Linked DNA regions of Mus musculus: all the other regions are linked to region 1. The links are chromatin contacts, called in public HiCAR-type, HiChIP or PLAC-seq, capture Hi-C and promoter capture Hi-C maps. All regions are on one chromosome and are shown on one strand. The core of a region is the stretch at or near the end of the contact, and the rest is flanking DNA. Distances in the headings are between cores, read along the strand shown.

Region 1 (2,847 bases), core at 143-2,642:
GTTAAGGGGTAACGGGAGCACAGCAGAATGGAGTTAATTTGATAAATGTTCTTAGGAAGGCTAATATACCAAATTTTGTCAGAAGTTTTGTTTCGTGTTGTTTTAGAGCCAGCCTGGCCACAAATTCCTGGCTCAATGGATCTTTGTAGCTCAAGAGATCCTCCTGTCTCAGCCACTCCAGTTAAAACACCACTTCTGGTTTATTGTAGGTATTTTAATACTACAAAAGATACTTGCTTTCCTGTGCTCTAACTTCATTCCCCGCTTGATTCTCATTTTTTTTTTTTAAAGAAAAGCAGACAAGTGCATCTACTAGAATTAAAAAAGACTCAAATATTATATTAGGGGAAACGGAGGCGGGCGGAGGAAAGGTTATTTCGGGTCAGTCTAAAGAGCCTGAAAGCACGGTAGCTCTAGAGACCAGGTAGACTTCTGAGTGTAACCACTACCTAACAAGACACATCTTTCTCCGAATCAGTCACACAGTGCAGCAGACAGAGTCGGAGGGTACATAACTAGCACAGTTGCGTCCAAGCTGCAAACCAGGACCGTGTCCTTCCCACCGCAGCAGTCTGAGGAATGTGGGATGACGAGGCGCGGAGGAATAAATTACTGGACGAACGCAAGCCGTGGCTACGAGCCCACGCAGGAGGAAAAGGTGTGAGAGCCTCGCCGATACCTGCGAAGCCGCTATAGTGCGCCCCAGGCTCGTAGTGCCTCCTGCCAGAGGACACGTCGTAGACGCGGCCGAGCAGTGCCAAGTACAGGCCCGGGTCCCCTGGGCCGCCGCGATAGCGGGCTAGCTCCTCGGGAAGGAAGAGGCGAATACCAGGGCGGGGACCCCACCAGTCCATCAACCACACGGCCATGACAGCCACCGCCGCCACGGCCAGGCTCAGCACCACACCAAGCCCGCATATCCTCAGCATCTATACAGCAACACACCAGACACGCTTCGGAGGTAGCCACCTCTTAAGCCACCACTAAGACAGCAGAGACGCCGGCCGTGACGTCGGCAGCGCGACACTGACAGACTTCACAGCAAAGTTGACTCTTTTGCCCCCGACTCTTTCTTCTTTTCTTGTCCAGCCTAGATTCTGAACGTGAAGCGTGGAGCAGAAAAGGGGAACAGTACAGAGAAAAAACAAACAAACAAACAAACAAACAAAAAGTCCTGGCTTACAGTTTATCCGCCCTCAACAAAGATGGCGGCAGAGGCGGCTAGACGGATACGTTAACGGGTGGGTTCCCGGGCTTCATTAAGCTGTCGTGAGCAAATGGAATCCGCTTGACGGCTCCGTTGCGACATCAGGCCTCGCTCGACAGCCAGGAAGCCGGAAGTCACTGCCGCCGCTGTGGTCTCCACCCCGTCCCCGCCCGCCAGGAGCTGTCGGAGGTTGACAGGTCGTGGCTGGGAGGCGGCGGCGGCGGCGACACCTCCGAGCACCCAAGACGGAGACCCCATGGGGAACGCTCCGAGTAACAGCAGCGAAGACGAAGCGGCGGCCGCAGGGGGTGAGGGCTGGAGCCCACATCAAGATTGGGCTGCCGACTCTGGCACGACCCCCGGCCCCGGCCCTGCGGCCGCGGTGCTGCCTTCCGCCGCTGCACTCCTGGAACCCGCTCGGCTGCGAGAGGCAGCGGCTGCGTTGCGGCCCGCACCTCCCTGCGAATCCCTGGTGTCGAGGCACCACGGCGCGCTCTTGCGCTGGCTGGAAGAGCGGCTGGGCCGCGGTGAAGAGTCCGTCACCCTGGAGCAGTTCCGGGAGTTGCTGGAGGCTCGCGGCGCTGGATGTTCGGGCGAGCAGTTCGAGGAGGTCAGGGCTGGCTGGCTGGCTGGCTGGCGACAGCGGTGCGGGAGCAGGGTGGTCGCCAATAAGGTCCTGAAGAGGTGGGCGGTTGCTTTGCGGAGGCCAGCCAGGAAGCCATAGGGTCCTCGGGTTCTTAGAATGGAAGTATGGCGTTGTCCGAACTCTTTCGGAGTGCATCACTACGGAATTTTGCTACGTCTCTCGCCTTTACTAGAGGTGTGGAAAGTCCAGGCTACATTAGCTTTGTTCCGAAGAGAGGAGCAAGCCAAAAAAAAGTCTCTGCATGTGGTAGGCAGACATTTGTGCAGTTGACAGGCTTAGTTGCTTGCTGGACCTTATCAGAGTAAGACAATTACGAGAAAGGATGTGCAAAGATCAAGGGAGTGGCCATGAAAACCATTCTGTTTTACTGGCCTGTGCAGGAATCTTGTAGAGAACCATCTGAGTCTAATGTGGAAGGAGGGTAACATTACACTGAAAAGACTCATTCTGCAAGCCGTTCATGACTATAAAATACTAGGTTTTGTTTGGTTGGTTGTTTTTTGTTTGTTTGTTTTTTTTTAACAAGTATACACTGGATTTTAAATCATTGAAGAACTTGTTCCAGGCTCATTTGAAACCTTATCAAACCTAAAGTTGATAGGGAAGCGTTAGTTTTCTTGTACTTATGAAATTTCTCCTCATATCTCTACTGAACATTTTGGTTTATGGTTTGGAAAAAACTGACCCAGAGTTAGCCTATAAATCATTTCACTAGCAAAGTTGAGAGTATCTCACAAACCTCTTGATTCCCACCCCATTCCCTTAGGTCCCTATTATCCTGCTCCCTGAAGTCTTATTAATTCCACAATGTTAGGACAAAAGGTTTTTAATGAGTAAGCCATGTAAAATTGTCAGTCATTGATTGGTTAGTGTGTAAAGCAAGAAACCCACAGTCACTTGTAACATAATTTAAAAGTTCTGTTTCCTCTAAATCAGAGGCTCTTGAAATATTTCGAGAATGTCGCCTGCAAATGATAAAAATGCCTACATAATA
Region 2 (2,847 bases), core at 146-2,645, 2.6 Mb before region 1:
AAAGGTAGACTGAGACTGTCATAGAACCTGACCAACTAATTAGTTCAGAATGCATCCCCTGGACATGCCAGTTTCAAAGGATTTACATAAATAGCTAGGGAACTCTTATCATCAAACACAACCACTGAGTATCTGGGCACCATGAAAATAAAGTTCTCTGCAGGCCCTAGTGACCACTGCATTTCCTGATCTTCCGACCAACTGCCACAGTGACAGTCTCTCAGTCTTCAAGGAAATGCTAACAAAACTAGGAACAAAGTAGGAAAGATGCTGAGCTGGGAGTTCTGAGAGAGAACAATGGGTCAGGAGGAAGAAAGTTGCCCACCCTCCCCTTTCTCTGCCAGCCACCCTCCCTCACACTGTCCGTTCCTTGATGACACAGCTGATGTGATTAAGATCGTCCCCAAAGCGCTTCACAGCAGCCCTCAGCATCTCTATCTCCGTCTCCGTCCACTTGGCACTGTCGGAAGGGGAGAAGGGTGATAACAAAAGTGGAAGAGGGATGTGTGGAACCAGCCCACAGGCTATTCCGTCCACAGCCAGCAGCCTCTTCCCCCTAGTCTCTAGGGGCACCTTTCAAAGATTCATAAAAAGGACCTCCTTTTAAAAAAAAAAAAGCCCTGGGGACAAATCGCTGGCCACATGAAATTACATCCAGGGCCACTTGAAAACATCACTTCATCATGTAACAGCTTCCATAAACAACCCAACGGAAACCAATGAAACAAGTAGGGGCCTTACAAACACAACCCTTGAAAGATGTGTGGCAGCAGTTTGAGGGAGTCCACAGGGCTTGGGGTAGGTGGCAGACATTCTGTCGGTTTGCAGTGGAGGGCTGTGGCCTCGGTAGTCTCTTTACCTGTCATCCACTAATTCAACAATTACCACCTACACTGAGCTGGGCCAGGCACAGGGGAATTACTCTATCTCCCTGCTCTAGAGAGGGTCGTGTCTGTGACTTGAGTCCAAGCGTCTGATCTCGGAGTCCAGGTCCTAGGCTGGTCTCACGTACCCGGCAGGGGAAGAGTCCGAGACTGGATGCAGCTGCATCGTCAACTCCCCGAGCTTCGTGAAGGCGGCGCCGGCCGCGGAGAAGATCTCTCCAACCTGGGGGCGGAGCAGCATTACGGGGGGCCGGCAGCGCGCCGTCCCACCCCAGCCTCGGATCCGCCCGCCCCCCGCCCAGCGCGCACCAGCCGGGAGCCAGGCAGGGGGCCCACCCTCCCGTGGCCGCCAGGGAGCGCAGTCCGCGAGGGAGGTCGAACCTTGGTGGACGCTGACGTCATGGCCCCGCGCACCTCCTCACGGAGACGCTCCGCCGCCACCACCACCACGCGAGCTGGAAACCACGGAGAGCCCGGCAGCCGGCCGCTCGGGCTCCCGCGCAGGAAGTCCCGCCCTCCCTGCAGCTGATTGGCCGAGACCCGACCTCTCCCCAGTCACTCAAGGGGCCTCGCCGCGCGGAGGAAGACGAGGTGGAAGACGTTGCTTCACTTCCGGCTAGCTTCATTCCACTTCCGTCGGAGGGTCCGGACTCCTCGATGAGGCCGGTCTCAGCCCCTTCCAGCCCGGGCCCGCCCCTCCCTGAAAGCACAGACAGCAAGCTTAGGGGGAACCGCTTCTTTTTATTGTAGTTCAGAACGGGGCGCGGTCACCCTCGGTCTCCTCCAGAGGCTGGGCGCAGTTTTGCAGGGCCAGGGATGACGTCTCGCTAGGGTCACAAGTCCCAAAGGACGCCAGATGAGTGGGACGGAGTCTGCGGAGTCTTTAAATAGAGAAGGGGGCTGGGGAGGGAGAGGCGGACCGCGCTCTAGCGCACCATGTATTCCTTGCGCTTGTTGAGACGAACTTGGCAGAAGGAGAAGCCTCCGAGGAGGAGGTAGAGGCCCGCGGCGATGAAACAGTTGTAGCTGACTTGCTCGTACAGGTTGTATATGTTCTGAGGACCGTTCCTGAAGGTGGCGAGCGAGCAGGGAAATGTCAGCCATTCAGAGCATCCAATATGCAAGTTCTATGCATCAGACACCATGCTAAAGCACTTTAACTCCTATTAGTCTTCCCAAGAAGCATACCAAATGAATTCTATCATGGTAACCATTTTACAGAGGTAGACCAAGGAGCAGGAAGGCAAAATATTGGAAGAGGCCACATCTAAGCTGGTGGGCTTGGGTAGCCATGGAAACGTGGCTTGCAAGACTGCTCCTAAGTACATGCCTTTCTGTGTCTCTGTCTCTCGCGCTGGGGATTGAAACTAGGACCCTGCGTGCTGCCACCCAACTACTTTGTAGAGAGCAGCCCTCTTCTTGAAGTCCCCAACCTAGGGCCACAAATGTCCAGTCTTCAGAAGTGTCCTCCCCATAAACCCAAACCATGCTACTCCTCATCCACGCCCAACTCGCCCAAGTACCCGACCACTTACTCAAAATCTTTCTCTGTGAAGGGAACGTCCTCAATTAACACAGCAGAATGGACATTGAAAAATATCCCGAGCATTATCTGGAAGAGTAAGGAATAGATAGGTTGTCAAATTCTTACCTTACTTCTTTGGTCGCTCCCTAGGCTCCTCCCCTGTCTAATGTTGGCCCAACACTTGCGCCAGAGATGAACTAGAAAGGGCTAGTTGTATCTGGTGGTTGTATCTGGATTCGGACTCAGCCATGTGGAACAGGGCGTGAGGTAGGACCTTGGGAAGAGTGACTGGGTATAGGGAGGTATATGGCAAACAGCTCTCCGAGGCGCGTCATTATCATGGGAGCAGATGGAGATGAAACACTTCATATTTCTGGAAGTGGCGGCCTTGAGGGCCCTGGGGAAGCAAGGCCTCAGCTACCGTTTTCGGGGGCAAGC
Region 3 (2,847 bases), core at 138-2,637, 2.1 Mb after region 1:
TTTTTATATTTCCTATTCCTCTCAAATCTTTTGACAAAAACTGCCATTTGTTCTGGCCACTCTAATTAATTATACCCATTCATTTGAGCTGTTGACTATTTCTCAGTCATTGTCTTTCTCTCTCTCTCTCTCTCTCTTTTTTGGTTTTTCGAGACAGGGTTTTTCTGTATAGCCCTGGCTGTCCTGGAACTCACTTTGTAGACCAGGATGGCCTCGAACTCAGAAATCCGCCTGCCTCTGCCGGCCCCTCCTCCCCCAGTGCGGGATTAAAGGCGTGCGCCCGGCATTTTTCTCTTTTGATGGTGAAATATCTGTCACATAACAGGAACTGTATGAGTACTATCAAATATTTTATACTATGATCAAGGCATAACTGGTTATTACTTTTTGAGGTCTAAAGGGTCAATGACTGTGTGAGACAGGGAAGAAGGAAAGACTGGAGAAAGGCAGTCTTTGGATAGGAAGTTTCTCCACCCCACCGTTTCTAATAGGAGTTAATGGTCAATGAGCTTAAAGTACCCATCTTCTAGTCTAATTAACTTTTTGCTTCCTTTTTGGGGGACAAGGTCTTCTAATATGTTGCCTTGATTAGCCTCAAATGTGCTATGTTGCCCAGGCTTGAACTTGCAATGCTCCCACCACAGCCTTTGAAGTACCGTGAATATAAGAATGAGCTATTTTTACCAGCATCAGTAAAAATTTAAAGATGTAAAGATGGGAGAATTGACTTGAGTACTAAAAAAGTAATTTTAAAAAATTCTCAATGCTAACAGTAATTCCCAGATCGAATAATTTCCTTCTTTTTTTACCTCCACACAACGACCTCCAGCAAGTCTTAGGGATGAACTGTCATAGACTTTAGTACTCTGGTACAATCAAACGATACACGGAGCAATTTACTTCTTCCACTCTCTGAGATTCCGTTTACCAGTAATGGGGATAATAATAAAAGATATTTAAACTCCACAATCCAGGCCTACGGTAAGGAGACTTCGGCCTAAAATGATCGGAGGAGGCCGGGTTGTAGGATGTCTCCGTCAATCCGAGCCCCAGATCAAAAGCAGTGTCCTCGGTGGTCACCGCAGCAATACTGGCATCCCTAGACCCGAATGCCCACCTGACATGGGCGAGTCACACCTGGCTGCGCCTCACCTCGCCTCCAGAGCGCTGCGCCTCCACCTCCGAGCCTCGGCGGACCGTCCTAGCTTTACACCTCTGCGCACGCGCACACGCCGTCTCCGCGGCCGATTCGCCCGCTCCGGCAAGGCCCTAGTTGAACGTGCTGAATGCTTTTGCTCCCAGTGCGGCCACCGTCGTTTGGGGAGGGCAGGCAGGAGGGGGGCGGGGAAAAGGGTGGGAGTGGGTGAGCGCGCGCCGCCCGTCCGTCGTGGTTTCCTGGCTGCGCGCGGCGGTGGCCGAGTCGCCGCAGCTGTAGCAGCCGCCGCGAAGATGGCGGAGGGGTTGGAGCGTGTGCGGATCTCCGCATCGGAACTGCGAGGGATCCTGGCCACTCTGGCTCCGCAGGCCGGGAGCAGAGGTGAGTTGCGCCGCCCAGCTGCTGGGCCGGGCCTGCCCGCCCCGCCTCCCTCTCCTCTGCCTCCTCCCCGCCCCGTCCGCGGCGCTCCGAACCCCCGCCCCTTCCCCAACAGTGCGCCCGGGCCTGCGGCGGCCCCTGGGAGACAGCGAGGCTGTCGCTCCGCTCCCTCGGGCCCTCGGGGCAGAGCCCAAGCGCGAGTTTCAGCCTCCGCCCTCTTGCTCGGCGCGGCGCCGTGGTTGTTCTCCGGTGCCCTAACCCTCTCACGCCAGCGCCTGAGTTCCAGTCCGGAGGAGACACGAACTGGCTTGGGTGCTAGGGTCCGGTAGAGGCCCCGAGACGTATTGTTCCCAAAAGAATAGTCTGTGTATGTGTACCTTTCCGTAGTCCTCCGTTCCGCGTCGGAGAGGAGGAGCTGGGGAAATTGAGGAGAAAGGCTTAACAGGCTAGGACTTCCTTTGCTGAACTTACCCCCCCCCCCCACCCCCCAAGGCTGGTTTCTAGTGCTAGGCCACTGGAGGGATCCAGGACCTCAGAGAGCTGACTCGGTTTTGTTTTGGTCTTGGCGTGTGTGGGAGCAGTTGTGATCAGAGAGAATGCTTAATTTGCCAGTCTCCATTCGCATCAGAAAAGCGCGAGAAATATTTTGGTGTCTGGTCTCCTTCATTAGCCAGTGTTGCTTAGGATGACAGTTACAGAAGATACCTTCTCTAGGATTGTGGCTAGAATTTGTGAGGTTGGTTTTTATTGGCCAACTGAATTGGATTAACCAGGCTGTTTTCTCTCTCTCCTCTGGAAAATAGTAGTCACCACCTCTCCTGGCTCCGCCCCAAAACTAAGTTTAAAAGTTTACTCAGGGTGCTGAGGTTAAACGGCTTTATCTTGGTTCACATTTGGTGGAGAAGCTAAACTTTTGCCAAGGCAGCAGTATCTTTTATTTTGTGTTTGTTTTTCTTTTGAGACAAAGTCTCACCTTGTAGCCAATACTGGCCTTGAATTTACTGTGTAACCCAACCTGGCCTTGAGTTTGGATACTTTTCCTGACTGAAGCCTTCAGAGTGCTGGAATTATATGCATATGCCACCATACCCAACTTTCAAGTCAGAAACCTAAAATTTTAGTTTCGCCCCCACCCCATCCCCCAAACAAAAGTGGGTATAGATGCAGGTGTATAAATACTTGGCTACCAGCTTGTTTGCATTTGTATATACATTATAATTCTGTACTAGGATTTTATATAACTTGAGTACTGGATAATATTCTCACTAGTTCCTGTCACTTATGAACTGTTTAGTAGGTATTTTTAGTAGTCT
Region 4 (2,847 bases), core at 122-2,621, 2.1 Mb after region 1:
GGGCACACGAGCCAGGTCAGGGTTAATGCAGAGAGTCCAGAGTCTTCTCAAACCACCGTCAAACTCCAAGGGTGCATGAAAAAATATGATACATTTATGTATGTGAGAGAAACAGTATTATCCTATTTTAAAAAGAAACTAGGAAACCAAGACTTGAGTTTAAGTAACTTTACTCAAGTTCACAAGTAAAGCTCAAGTAAGTCTGGACAACTCAAGACTATCTCACCAAACCTCAGTTTCCAGGATCAGCAGCTATATTTATTAGAGTGCCTACCAGTGTGCCAGGCTCTGGAAACAAAACAGTGAACAAGCAGACAGGTTTTTTGTTTTGTTTTGTTTTGTTTTTGCCTTCCATAGTTCACACCTGGTAGACCCAGCTAGAGAGGCAGGCTGAGGAGGGAGGCCTCACTCATCTCATCTACACTGCAGGCTCTTTCACAAGCTGGTGAGTCATTCGTATGAGCAGCCCCCCCCTCCCAACCCCCGAAATTGAAATGAGCTTCTAAGCAGCGTCAAGGTAAAGGGAATTAGTGGAGAGAAACTCTTGTTTCTGAAGGATTTCCCTCAAAAGGGCAAAAATAATCTGAGTCTTAAAAACCATTCTTAAAAATACCCGAGTTCCTGGGTAAGGAGGTGGGCGTGGAGGGAGAAACGGTGAGGTGTGCAGCGAACCCTCTGCTAGCCACGACTCACTTGCCAGGGGAACACAAGAGGGCGGTGTGTTGGACACCCGAGGGCGAAGCCCCTGGAACTGTGGCTCGCAGCCTCCAGGAGGCCCGTGGGGACCCCGCCCCCTCCCCGGGCAGTACCCGCAATGAATGGGCAACTCGGGTTCTCCAGCAATCGCCGCCACCCCTCCCCCGATCGCGGTCTCCCCGCGCTGCTGCCGTCACTGGGCGGGGAACGGGAGCACCGTGGAGCAAACAAGCCCCAGGGCGCAAGCCTGACCCTGGCCGAGGGCGCTGCCCGGGACATGCAGAGAGGGGCGTGGGGCGCGGCCCGCCCAGGACCCCGCCCCCGCCTGGCACGGTGGGCTGGCAGCCGCGCGCGTGGGTGCCTCCACCTCTCTGCTCCCGAGCCAGCGCGGGAGGGGTGCGAGCCCCTTGAGACCTTGCCCCGGACCGTACCTCCTTCTTCACGTTCCACAGCAGCTTTTCTTTGACCGCGTCCTCTGCGCTGCCCATGGTGCGGCAGGTGGCGGGCAGGTGGCACCGAGTGGCCCCCCGAGCCCCCGGTGCGCCCTCACCGCCTCCGCGCCTCCCGACTCAGCGCCCCACACGCGAGGCGGAGTCCCCGCCCGCTGCGCTCCCCGCCTGCAGCCGCCGCAGCCACTGCCCGGTGCTCAGCTCCGCAGCCATCTTCCGAGCCCCGCAGACGTCAGGCAGCAGGCCCGGCCCCTTCCCACTGCCGGCAGGGAGGGGGTGTGTGCGCCGCAACTGGGGAGGTGGGGGGGGGGGTCAAGGGCGGGTGCGGACGCCTGGGGGCGTCGGGGCCGGGCGCGCGCCGCAGGGACGGTTGTCATGGCGACTGGCCGGCTCCCGCCCCGAGGGCGCGAACCCGCATTGTGAGCGCTGGGAAGTCAGCCGCTCCGGCCTGCGCCGCGCAGCGGGCGGACTTTGGGAATGTGCTTGTGTCTGGGCAAACCTCAACCACCGTGACCGCTCCCGACTTCTGGCCCCTGGGAGAGGAGCTATACGGAGCCAGGGTCTCGGCTCTGCGTCACTGTGGTTCGAACCTGGTCCTGTCACTCCTCCGGATCCTGTGGAGTGTTCATATATTACTTGCAGCTCAGTCGCAAAGCTTGCAGGAGGAAAGCAAGGACCCGACTGTGAGCTCCTAAGAACAGGTGCCCGAGCGCAAGGGGAAGTCTTCGCCCTCCTCCGGGTCGCCGACATCCGCTTTGGTTCATCTTGCAGATTTGTGGGAAGAGGGGGGCGCGAGTTGGAATAAGAGACATTCCAGAGCCGGTGACACGAGCCCCTTCTAAGTGCTTCGCGTTGGAAATTAGAGTAATAGAGGAAAGGAAAGGCCACTCAGGTACAAATGTCACCCCTTTGTACAGTTCACTGGGACCGCAGAGAGCGGCGTGCAATAGTCTACGTGAAAAGACTTTTATTTCTTCCCACGTGATGCAACTGAAGCGTGCAAAAATGGAAAGATGGGCGCAAAATTGACCTCCTAATCCAGAGCCGGAGCCGGGAGACTCCTGCCGGCATCCTCCATCTCTCAGCAGAGGACTGCAGCGTGGGAAAAGGCACCACGACGTCTCTGCGGACACTCAGGGCGCTGCGCTTGCAGGCTGGCGGCAAAAAACCTCGCGAGAGGTCGCGGAAGTGCTAAGCCTGAAGTCCGTCCCCAGGGCCGGAAACGCTCGGGTCCGCCCGGAAGTAGAGTTCACTTGGTGCACACGTGGACTGCAGAATGGCGGCTCACCGCTCCGGGCCGCTGAAGCAGCAGAATAAAGCTCATAAAGGCGGGCGGCATCACGGCGGTGGGTCCGCACAACGGGACAGCAAAGGTGAGTAGACAGGAGGGAGAGGGGCTGCTTAGCCGGTACCCGTGCCCACACCGAGACTAGACTTGGGACCCTTGCCCAAGGCTCTTAAGCGGCGCAGGAAGGTTCTTGTTGGTTGATTTGACTGAGAGGAGAAGAGCAGCCACTTCCGATCTGCCTTCCAGGCCGGGTAGGACCGAAAATCCTCTGCAAGAAGCTGAAGAGGCAGCTCAGCCGAATAGACCAGAGGCATCGCGCCAGCCAGCTCCGAAAGCAAAAGAGGGAGTCGGTGAGTAGAAGCGGGGGTGGGGAAGCTTATGGTTTGAGATTGGTAAAGTCTCAAACTAGAAAAT
Region 5 (2,847 bases), core at 118-2,617, 2.0 Mb after region 1:
TGGAGATTGTATGGCTTTCCACCAAAGAGAGTTCCAGATGTAGGATATTTTTGTTGTCCTAATCAAGAAGATGTAAGTGCTCAGCCCCCTTCCTGAACTGCAGTTTGATAGTTCTTCACTTTTGCGAGGACCCGAGGTGGTAAGAGGCAGCTGGCGGTTGAGAGAGGTCTGACTAGACTACGAGTTGCTCAATGAACAAGGAGCAGTTGGAGTAGTCCCTTCACTTGGGCCTCAGTTTTCTTACCTGCAAAGTGCAATGATTTGGGCAAGCTGACTTCAAAGATCTTTCTGACTGTACCTAGGGACAGTCCTAAGCCCTGCAGCCAAGATAAAGACTGACTGGCGAGCTTAGGAGAGTGCGCGGTTCCAACCCAACACAGTGAGCGACCCCGCCCCGCGCCCAGCGGGCCGCTAGGGTAGCGCGCGGCTTCCGCCCTCCACGTTGTTGTTCCTGATTTAGGCCACGCCTCCTCGGCCTGGGCTTTGGACGCTTCTCCTTTTGATTACTGGTGCCGGGGCCCAACAACGAGGTGCCCTCTAGAGTGGCACACTTTTAGTCCCCACCCATATCAGAAACCGGTGGACAAAGAATTTAGGAGAAGGGAAGTAAGCCCTGGTTTTGAATGGGAGGGTAATGTAAAGCAGGGGATGGACTGCGGAATTCCCCTGTAGGTGTCTCACCCTTCCGTCACCCGGTGGCCCTATCCGCACCCGCTAATACGACCCTGTAGACACTGTCCCTTTAAACCGAAGGCTGGCGGCGCGGGGTGTCCATGTGGAGCTGCTCCATGCCGTGTTGTCCTGCCCGCCCATTGGCGGGCGGCCTGGTGATGTAGCCTAATAGGATGCGAACGCACTGCGGGGGGAGGAACAGAGACAAAATCCGGAACGGGATCAGCTCTCCCGTCCCTCTGTCAGGACTCTAGCAGCCTGCTGTCAGCTCCGCCCAGGGGCGGATCCCGGGGGGAATTGCGACAGACCGGACGGCTGCGGGATTTAGGTCGTGTCTACGTGGGGCGAAGAGACCTAGGGGTCAGACTATAGGTCTCCCTGACCTGTGTCACCGCTGTCTCAGCTAACCGAAGCCTTGGGCTTCCCATTCTCTCAGCAAGGCAGATCCCGCCGTGAATGCCCTAAGCACGCAAACCCCGTTTAACTTGTGGCTGGCCACGGAGAGGAGGGGCAAGTAGGGAAAGCGGAAACAGCGAGGAAGCCTGGTTCCATCTTCTCACCCCCACCCAAGCCACGTGTGCGCGCGCGGTGGGCGGGGCCATCCCTGGCGCGGCCCCGCCCTCAGTGAGACGCCGCGGCCCTGCGGGCGGGGGCTCCGGTCCGGGCTTTGGCTGCGGCCCCGGTGTAGTAGCGGGGGCGGCGGCCGGGGGCAGCGCGGCTCCTTCCCTTGTTGTGTGTGTCGGTGCCTCCTCGCCATCTTGTTGCAAAGCCCTTTCTTGTCGGCGGGACTCCGGGGGCCGCGGGGCGGGAGGCATCGGAAGGGAGGAAGAGGAAGAAGGAAGGAAGAAGGCAGTGCCGCCTTTTTTATTTTTTGCATCAAAATTTTTTTAATTTGCAAATTTTTATTTTGCAAATATTTTGGGAGACATTGATTTTTCTCCCCGTGCTCCCCCGTTCTTTTCTGAGGAGTGCGCTGCGCCGCCCAGCCCTGTCGCCCCCCGGAGGTGATCCCTCCCTCCTGCCGGCCCGCCAGCCTGACCTGTGCTTGGCTCGCGGGCCGCAGCCTCGGCCCCGGCGCGCCCCCGGCTGCTCTCGCCGCGATGAGCATAGAGACGCTACTGGAGGCGGCCCGCTTCCTGGAATGGCAAGCGCAGCAACAACAGAGAGCACGTGGTGAGCGGCCCGGCTGGGCCCCTGGGGCACTGGGCAGAAGGGGAGGCCAGTGACCCCGATCCCTGAACCCACTGGAAATCGCAGGGAGGCCCCTCTATGGCGCGACCTAAAAAGCCGGGCACAAACTCCCCGCAAGAGCTGCCGTCCGGGAGGAGTGATGCGAACGTTGAAAATAATTAATGAATTCATTAACATGCAAAGAAGGACCCAGTTTCTGCGGGTACCACCCTAGCTGACTGGCACCCCCGTACACCTTCAGTGGGGGGCCCCTTAGTTGTGGGCGGGCGGCGCCCTCGCTACCATTGAGGATGTGTGAACCGGGGGATGGGGAGAGGGATGTTGATGTGTGGGGGTGGCAGACCCGCGTGTGCTTGCGTGTGAGCACCAAGATGATGTGTGATGGGAACCGGGGAAGAGCGGATGAACGGACCTGTACACGGGTGTGTTTGTACAGCACACGAGTGGGCGTGTGCGTAACTGAGTGGGGGTGGGGAATACTCTACGCCGAGCTGCTCTTCGGATTCCCTGGCCTGGGCTGGAGGGTGCGGGGAGCGCTCCCGGCAGATCTACGCGCTGCTTGGGGCGGAGGCGGCCTTTGCAGAATGAAATGACATCGCGTGTCTTATGATCCTGGCCAGCCCCGCCTGACCCCGCCTCCCAGAGCTGGGCTGGGTCGCACGTCTAGCTTTGGCTGAGAGCTGCGCTGATTGGGTGCATGTGAGTGTCCCGCGGGTCGCTGGGGGCAGCCCTAGGCCCCCCTGCCTTGCCCTGCTTTAGCCGGTGTGGAATGTGGCGTGTCTGCGCGTTTCAAACCCGCTCTTGGCTGGAATGTTGCGTGTGCCTGCGTCCCAAGCCCGTTGGTTACCCGGACTGCTGACGTAGTCAGGCCCCGCCCCCGACCACGTGCACGGGGGACACTCCCGCTGGGGACTGTGCGGCCCGGCCCCTCCTCACCGCCTCGCGGTTGCCTAGGGGCGGGGTCTGGGCGGGGCTGGCGAGGGG

The links. Promoter capture Hi-C pulls out the DNA fragments that hold promoters and counts their contacts. HiCAR-type assays count read pairs that join an accessible place to other places. HiChIP or PLAC-seq counts read pairs in DNA pulled down with a chosen protein or histone mark. Capture Hi-C pulls out chosen DNA fragments and counts their contacts.
Region 2: a contact with region 1 is called in a promoter capture Hi-C map of frontonasal cranial neural crest. The contact joins the promoter of 0610010K14Rik here to the promoter of Zzef1 in region 1. A contact is called at or near these places in 2 of 39 promoter capture datasets (frontonasal cranial neural crest and pre-B cells).
Region 3: a capture Hi-C map of macrophages shows a contact between it and region 1, with 10 times the contacts expected there. The contact joins the promoter of Smg6 here to the promoter of Zzef1 in region 1. A contact is called at or near these places in 3 of 39 promoter capture datasets (cranial neural crest, frontonasal cranial neural crest and pre-B cells), 3 of 115 datasets of contacts at active chromatin or transcription factors (astrocytes, extraembryonic endoderm stem cells and stem cell-derived neural progenitor cells) and 1 of 9 other capture datasets (macrophages).
Region 4: a contact with region 1 is called in a HiCAR-type map of astrocytes, with 5 times the contacts expected there. The contact joins the promoter of Sgsm2 here to the promoter of Zzef1 in region 1. A contact is called at or near these places in 4 of 39 promoter capture datasets (cranial neural crest, hippocampal neurons, liver and 1 more), 1 of 115 datasets of contacts at active chromatin or transcription factors (astrocytes) and 1 of 9 other capture datasets (pancreatic islet).
Region 5: a contact with region 1 is called in an H3K27ac HiChIP or PLAC-seq map of extraembryonic endoderm stem cells, with 4 times the contacts expected there. The contact joins the promoter of Mnt here to the promoter of Zzef1 in region 1. A contact is called at or near these places in 4 of 39 promoter capture datasets (embryonic stem cells, hippocampal neurons, liver and 1 more), 2 of 484 Hi-C or Micro-C datasets (B cells and embryonic stem cells), 7 of 115 datasets of contacts at active chromatin or transcription factors (astrocytes, bone marrow-derived macrophages, embryonic forebrain and 4 more) and 2 of 9 other capture datasets (adipose tissue and liver).

What each region holds. Positions count from the first base shown.
Region 1 is chr11:72,794,834-72,797,680 of GRCm38.p6, forward strand. Zzef1 (zinc finger, ZZ-type with EF hand domain 1) reads left to right here and starts at 1,393. Exons shown (of 55, transcript NM_001045536.2): 1 at 1,393-1,817. The coding sequence starts at 1,464. Cyb5d2 (cytochrome b5 domain containing 2) reads right to left here and starts at 1,006. Exons shown (of 4, transcript NM_001024926.3): 1 at 680-1,006. The coding sequence starts at 929.
Region 2 is chr11:70,236,519-70,239,365 of GRCm38.p6, forward strand. It overlaps 0610010K14Rik (RIKEN cDNA 0610010K14 gene), which reads right to left and starts at 1,396. Exons shown (of 6, transcript NM_145758.1): 1 at 1,266-1,396; 2 at 1,013-1,107; 3 at 359-460. The coding sequence starts at 1,286. Rnasek (ribonuclease, RNase K) reads right to left here. Exons shown (of 3, transcript NM_173742.3): 2 at 2,420-2,496; 3 at 1,605-1,952. The coding sequence ends at 1,811. Gm40191 (a long non-coding RNA gene) reads left to right here and starts at 2,493. Exons shown (of 3, transcript XR_879979.3): 1 at 2,493-2,676.
Region 3 is chr11:74,924,467-74,927,313 of GRCm38.p6, forward strand. Smg6 (Smg-6 homolog, nonsense mediated mRNA decay factor (C. elegans)) reads left to right here and starts at 1,388. Exons shown (of 19, transcript NM_001002764.2): 1 at 1,388-1,537. The coding sequence starts at 1,450. Srr (serine racemase) reads right to left here and starts at 1,482. Exons shown (of 9, transcript NM_013761.5): 1 at 1,153-1,482.
Region 4 is chr11:74,895,698-74,898,544 of GRCm38.p6, forward strand. Sgsm2 (small G protein signaling modulator 2) reads right to left here and starts at 1,372. Exons shown (of 23, transcript NM_197943.3): 1 at 1,128-1,372. The coding sequence starts at 1,184. Tsr1 (TSR1 20S rRNA accumulation) reads left to right here and starts at 2,383. Exons shown (of 15, transcript NM_177325.3): 1 at 2,383-2,518; 2 at 2,680-2,783. The coding sequence starts at 2,422.
Region 5 is chr11:74,829,557-74,832,403 of GRCm38.p6, forward strand. It overlaps Mnt (max binding protein), which reads left to right and starts at 1,368. Exons shown (of 6, transcript NM_010813.3): 1 at 1,368-1,845. The coding sequence starts at 1,773.